2 separate regions of the Mus musculus genome follow, and region 2 is linked to region 1. Evidence: chromatin contacts called from public promoter capture Hi-C data. All regions are on one chromosome and are shown on one strand. The core of a region is the stretch at or near the end of the contact, and the rest is flanking DNA. Distances in the headings are between cores, read along the strand shown.

What was found. Promoter capture Hi-C pulls out the DNA fragments that hold promoters and counts their contacts.
Region 2: a contact with region 1 is called in a promoter capture Hi-C map of macrophages, with 7 read pairs. The contact joins the enhancer-like site here to the promoter of Lxn in region 1. A contact is called at or near these places in 15 of 39 promoter capture datasets (the 3T3-L1 cell line, 3T3-L1-derived adipocytes, the C10 cell line and 9 more), 4 of 15 datasets of contacts at CTCF or cohesin (embryonic stem cells, large pre-B cells and pro-B cells), 53 of 484 Hi-C or Micro-C datasets (the 3T3-L1 cell line, 3T3-L1-derived adipocytes, B cells and 26 more), 7 of 115 datasets of contacts at active chromatin or transcription factors (bone marrow-derived macrophages, embryonic stem cells, large pre-B cells and 1 more) and 4 of 9 other capture datasets (adipose tissue, liver, macrophages and 1 more).

The regions. Positions count from the first base shown.
Region 1 is chr3:67,462,421-67,465,240 of GRCm38.p6, reverse strand. Lxn (latexin) reads left to right here and starts at 1,334. Exons shown (of 6, transcript NM_016753.4): 1 at 1,334-1,655; 2 at 2,820. The coding sequence starts at 1,527. The region is part of intron 13 of Gfm1 (G elongation factor, mitochondrial 1); the gene reads right to left.
Region 2 is chr3:67,556,000-67,558,744 of GRCm38.p6, reverse strand. No RefSeq gene overlaps it. Among named protein-coding and RNA genes, the nearest start is that of Gm35299, 3.9 kb to the right of the region's middle. Within about 2 kb of position 1,289, at least 109 of the 459 cell types and tissues checked have an H3K27ac peak or open chromatin away from gene starts, as enhancers often do. A contact at or near this core is called in B cells, the Ba/F3 cell line, bone marrow-derived macrophages and 7 more, where this site is marked.

The DNA.
Region 1 (2,820 bases), core at 85-2,584:
CATCTCTAACTCCAGTCCCATGGAATTTGACACCTTTTACTGACACCTCCTTGGGCAATAGGGACACACACACACACACACACACACACACACACATCATGCAGGCAAAAACTCTAAGAAAGACATTTTAAAAGAAGGCACAAGGCTAGGAATGATATTCTTGCAATTCAGTTTATTTAATGTTTAAATGAAAAAGTTTCCCTTTTAAGTAATAATTACAATTTTAAGAAACCTCAAGTGCCATCATGCCAGTCTATACTAATTATTAAATACAGAATCTTTGACTATTCGTTAGACTTTAAAATGCTCACTTTGGAAGCCCATACTCACACACACACTCTCTCCTAAAGGGGTTGGCTTACAGCTAAAAAGACAAACATTTCCAATATCAAGAGAAAAAAAAAAAGTTAGACTTGTTATCCCCTAGCTGCTTCATTGCTGTTGGCTAACATAACTAGAAAAGATGGGGAATGAACGAACTGAGTTGGTTGGTATTTAATAATCCACTGGGCCCAAAGAAAGTCCTCAGTTATAGGAAAGCTCCATTAGCACACGAGGAAAGCAACACGTGTCCCACAGGGCACCTTCCCCTTCTCTGCAGAGTGGCTGCAACATAGACAGTCTACCCAGAAAGCCTCCAACCATCTACCTTTTAAGAGAAATAGAGATGGGGCTGGAGAGTTGGCTCGGCAGCTGAGGCAGAGGACTTGAGTTTGGTCCCCAGCACCCATACTGTGTGGCACACAACTCCAGCTCCCGGGTAATCTGATGTGCCTGCACACACGTGTGCACATACACATAAAAAGTCATTAAAATAGGATTTCAAGAAAGATGGGAGTGGTGGTTCACGCTCATTAAGCTTTATATTTCTAAGATCACTAAGGTCTTATGAATGGGGAAGTATTTCCTCTGATCCTGACCAGTCTCCCAACGTTTTAAAATGGCTTTTCTGCTTTCCCACTCTGGATCTGCCTCTAAAGGAACCTGGCTGAGCAAGAGTCTCACAAAGGGAAGGGTAAGGGCTGAATTACACTTGGAGCACTTTGCCCCCTGCCCCGTGACAGCCCGTTTGAAAAAGGAGAGGTGTACTCTAATCTGTACGTGAAACAGCCAGCGATTCCTCATCCGGCAGCTGAAGCCCTCAGAAGGACCCATCGAGGCAAGGCCAGAAAGCCCTTCCCCTTCCTCCAGGTTCTCCCTCCCGCTCCACACCTGCCCAGACCCGCGGGAGCCGGAGGGAATGCCCGAGCTTTTCTCCCGGAGGTGCCCGCCTACCCCAGGGCGGGGCCGAGGCTCCCGGCAGAGCCACTGCCCGAACGGTTTCCTGAGTGAAGGAGGAAGAGGGAAGGAAGGCGCTGAGGAGCGAGCAAGCGCGCACGCCCAGCCCAGCTACCGACTGACTTCACCACCTCACCGACACCCACTTGGACACCCACTCGGCTGGCCAGCACTCCACACTGACGGGACCCTGGCTGCACCCGCCGTGATCTCTTTGAACTAGGATAGCCCGCGCTGTCTCCCCCAAGATGGAAATCCCACCCACCCACTATGCTGCGTCCAGGGCCGCCTCGGTGGCGGAGAACTGCATTAACTACCAGCAGGGGACTCCCCACAAGCTGTTCCTGGTGCAGACGGTCCAGCAGGCCAGCAAGGAGGTGAGTCTGCGAGGAGAAGCCCTGCGATCGGCTCCCCCTACTGCCCCCACCCCATCCCGGCCGCGGGACCCTGCTCTGCCTCTGAATAGCATTGCTATGAGCTCCCCTATATGGGACTCATCCCAGAACTGTTTGCTTTCACGGTAAAGCAGAGGACCTATGCAGCCAGATTTTGTGCATATTAGTTTAAGGGATTGGGAAATACACGGGGTTAATCTCACCCTTTCCTGTGGAGAGAAGAGGTCTAGGGAAGACAGCATTCTAAACAATCTGGAAGCTGTTATAGTTTCTCCATCTGCCGCTAGCTAGCCTTGGCCAACAAAAGCTCATGGCCTCCAAACGACTCCATAAACTTTTAAGAGTAACTCTTAAGCCCTTTGCCCAAAACGACGGGAAAACGCAAGAAATTCGCCCCGAGGAAAAAACAAAGGCAGTGTGGGCTGCTCGGGCTCCAGCCGCCCACATCCTGCCTGACATGCAGCCTTGCCTCTGCTGAAGCCGGCTAGGCTAAAGGGCCTCACCTACCTAGCGAGTGTCCCTATTTTTTTTTTCTTACAGCTCAAGATTTTTTTGGCTGACAAAGAAATGATTTTTATTTTCGAAACTGTACTAGATAATATAAATTAGTTACACACTTCAAAACTGGCTTTCATTTAAAAGGGGGATATCTAAATGATCTATTCATAAGGTCTTTTGAAGTGGTGTTTGACAGGACAGTATCAACAGCACTTACACACACTGTCTCTGAGCACTTGGCACTCATCCACCACACGTCGTTTACTCACTGAACACTCTGGTACCCCCGGCTTTAAGACAAACCCTTCCAAAGATGTGCCTACTGCCACTGCATCTGTGTCCTCTGTACGTTTCCACCCGCTTCCTAGACCTACCTAAATAAACTTGCTAGATACTGCCAAGTCCATGCTAGACACCCGATGACCGCCTTCCTGAGCAGCCGGGCTTGGGAAGCGATGAAGGATGGTAAGATGTACAGTCATGAGGAACGTCAGAACAAGACCCCTGGGATGTTTTAAAAGACGCAAAACTTTAGTGTATTTCTTCCCACCAGCCACCCTCCCAGTCACGTAATAAGAATGTCCTAACTAAAAAGATGTGATATATTACAGTATTCTTTTCTCCACTATATTTTTTTCTTAATTTTAGG
Region 2 (2,745 bases), core at 40-2,539, 94 kb before region 1:
TCTTTGAAACTCAAACGGAGACACAGGATGTAGCTCGCAGGAGTGTGGAGAGCCAAAGTGATCATTCTGAGAAACCAAAGGGCGAGAGAGTCGGCCTCAGAATACCTGGAAGTGGTGTTCCAGAGGCAATGGGCAGGCTGGGAGCCACGGAATGAGAATGGAAACCTAGTACTGTAAACTCGGTCAGAAGTCGATGGCTTGGGAGGTCATAGGCCTAGAGCAGAGGCTGCAGCTGTCGCTTTTCTAAACCGCCATGCTGTCGAGTAGCCTTATAAATATCTGTGTCTATAAACTCGGGCTGTTCTCAACTGTGGTCAGAGAAGCCTCTTCTCGCTACAGCAGTGGTCAGTGTGAGATGCCAAACTGGCCAGGGTGCCAAGAGCAAGTGACTAGGTGACTGGATGCTCAACTCTCAGCGGGGCATCTCTCTCAACCCTGTGTCCCCGCCAACACCACCAGGGCTCGAGGAATGTTCATGAAGAGGAAAGACAGTAAGGGCTGGACAACGAGGAGGGCTGTTTGTGGAACGCAAACTTCTGGACCTGGCTGGCTGTCACACGCATAACTCACTCCAGCTCTGCTGACCTATACACGATCAAGCCGGCCAAAATTCCAGCGTGCGTGGGGTAGAGGATCTCCAAAATCCATCCCTCATTAAAGAGCTATTAGCAGTTGATAGTTGTGGGGAGGGGCAAACCTTTTTATGTTTATGTTTATTTTTATTGTGTGTCCACTAGTAGATCTCTCGCGCTTCAGAGGGTGGCCTTACTCCCACATCCATGTAGGCAACACTAATTGGACTTGTGTTTAAAGAAAGGAAAAAGAGGACATGAAGTTGAGAGGCGGTCATATAGGGAAGAAAGTGGGGGGAGGGGGAGGAAATAGTGACGGCTATGGTATTTCCTTGTATAAATGCATGAAATTCTCAAGAATAAAAAAGAAGCTCCCCCCCCCTTTTTTTCCTTAGAATAAACATTTTGCTACTTACCACTCAGGCACCCTCACCAGACAGAACAGTGAAGACCCCAGGATTGAGTGAAAAGGTTCATAAATATGGATAGGATTTTTATAAATACTGCTTTCCTTCCAGCAAGACCATCACTCAGTTCCACGGTGTCACTGGCAATTTGTGCCTTAACAGCTGCTGACTCTGGAGGCTCTTTTAGCACGCCAGTCATGTACGCTGCGAGCCTGCGCCCGCTCCCTAACGCACACTACCCTCTGCGCTTTACCCTGCAGCACACCCCTTCTCCGGGGACAGGAAATGACTCGTTACACTCACCGGGCTTTCACCTTCCATGACAAGTTCTGGCCTTCCCCTGGCACCACAGTCTGTACAGCCTAATTGGTAGCCCAAGAAGAAATCACCCCTGGGTGAGATTTCTTCATTTGCAATTCATTTGCAATTTCACTTCCTCATTATGGCCAAGGAGGCTTGGTGAGGCTGAGGGACGCTGGCATGTAGCGGGATGTTAGCTTACAGTCAGTCACGTGCTAGTTGTGAAATGTATATCTGCTTATTCTTCTTTTCTTAAAACTCTATAAAGGGAGCAAAGTTCGTTGGGTAAGGAAAGGTGTCACTCTAAAACTAATGCAAAAAAAAAAATCCAGATATTTAAATTTTTTTCTATTGAGTTAAAGAGTCAACAAACAGCACTTTGTGAGTCTATAGTGTGTGTGTGTGTGTGTGTGTGTGTGTGTGTGTGTATGGGGGTGCAGTATGCATGTATGCATCATCTGTGTTCACATGCACATGAAGACTAGTTGTTCCTCATATGCTGTCCTCTTTTATTTTATTTTATTTATTGAAAATGAAGTTATTTTCATGCAATATACTCTGATTACAGTTCCCCTCCCACATCTCCCAGATCTCCCCACCCCCACCCGGCACTTCAAACTCAACACCTTGTTTCTTTCTCTCTTAAGAAAACAAAGAGGTGAATAAAAATAATGGACCAGAATAGAATAAAATTAACAAACAAAAGAAGAAAAAAATAAAGAACATGAAAAAATGCACACACCGACACACACAGCGAGACACCATAAAAATACAAATTCAGAAACCATAATATACGAGCAAAGACCAGTAAGGTTTTTAAAAAAAAGACTAATCAAAGCAATATGAGACAAAAATAAAAATCTATGAAACACCATTGAGTGCCTTTGGTTATAGCTGTTTACTGCAGGGCATGTGACCAGCCCTGACGTGTGGTTTGTATACGCAGTGAGTCTCCATTGGAGAAACTGATTTCCCTTTGGAGCAGTTGTTAATTGGAGACAGCATCTTGGATAGGGATGTGAGTCTACGTCTTCCTCTCAGTGCTGGGACCTGGCTTAGAGCTGTGCAGGCTCTGTGCACACTGCCAAAGTCTCTGTGAGTGCATACCTCTGTCAGACCTATGTGTCTAGACGGCCTTGTTTCCTTGGTGTCCTCCGTCCCCTCTGGCTCTTGCTCTTTCCACCTCTTCTTCCCTGAGCTCCAGGGGGGTGGGGGTGTCATGGAGACACGCCATTTAAGACTGAGTGTCCCAAGGCTTCTTACTCTTGCACATGGTCCAGTTGTATTTGTCTCCATCCACTATAGAAGGAAGCTTCCCTGGAGATGGCTGAGGGAGGCGTCGATCCATGCGTGCAGCTGAATGTTGTTAAGAGTCACTTTAGTGCTGTGTTCCCTTGGCAGAACAAAAGTATTTGTTTTTTCTCCTAAGTCCATGGCCTGTCCAGTCTCATACTCTTGGCCACCAG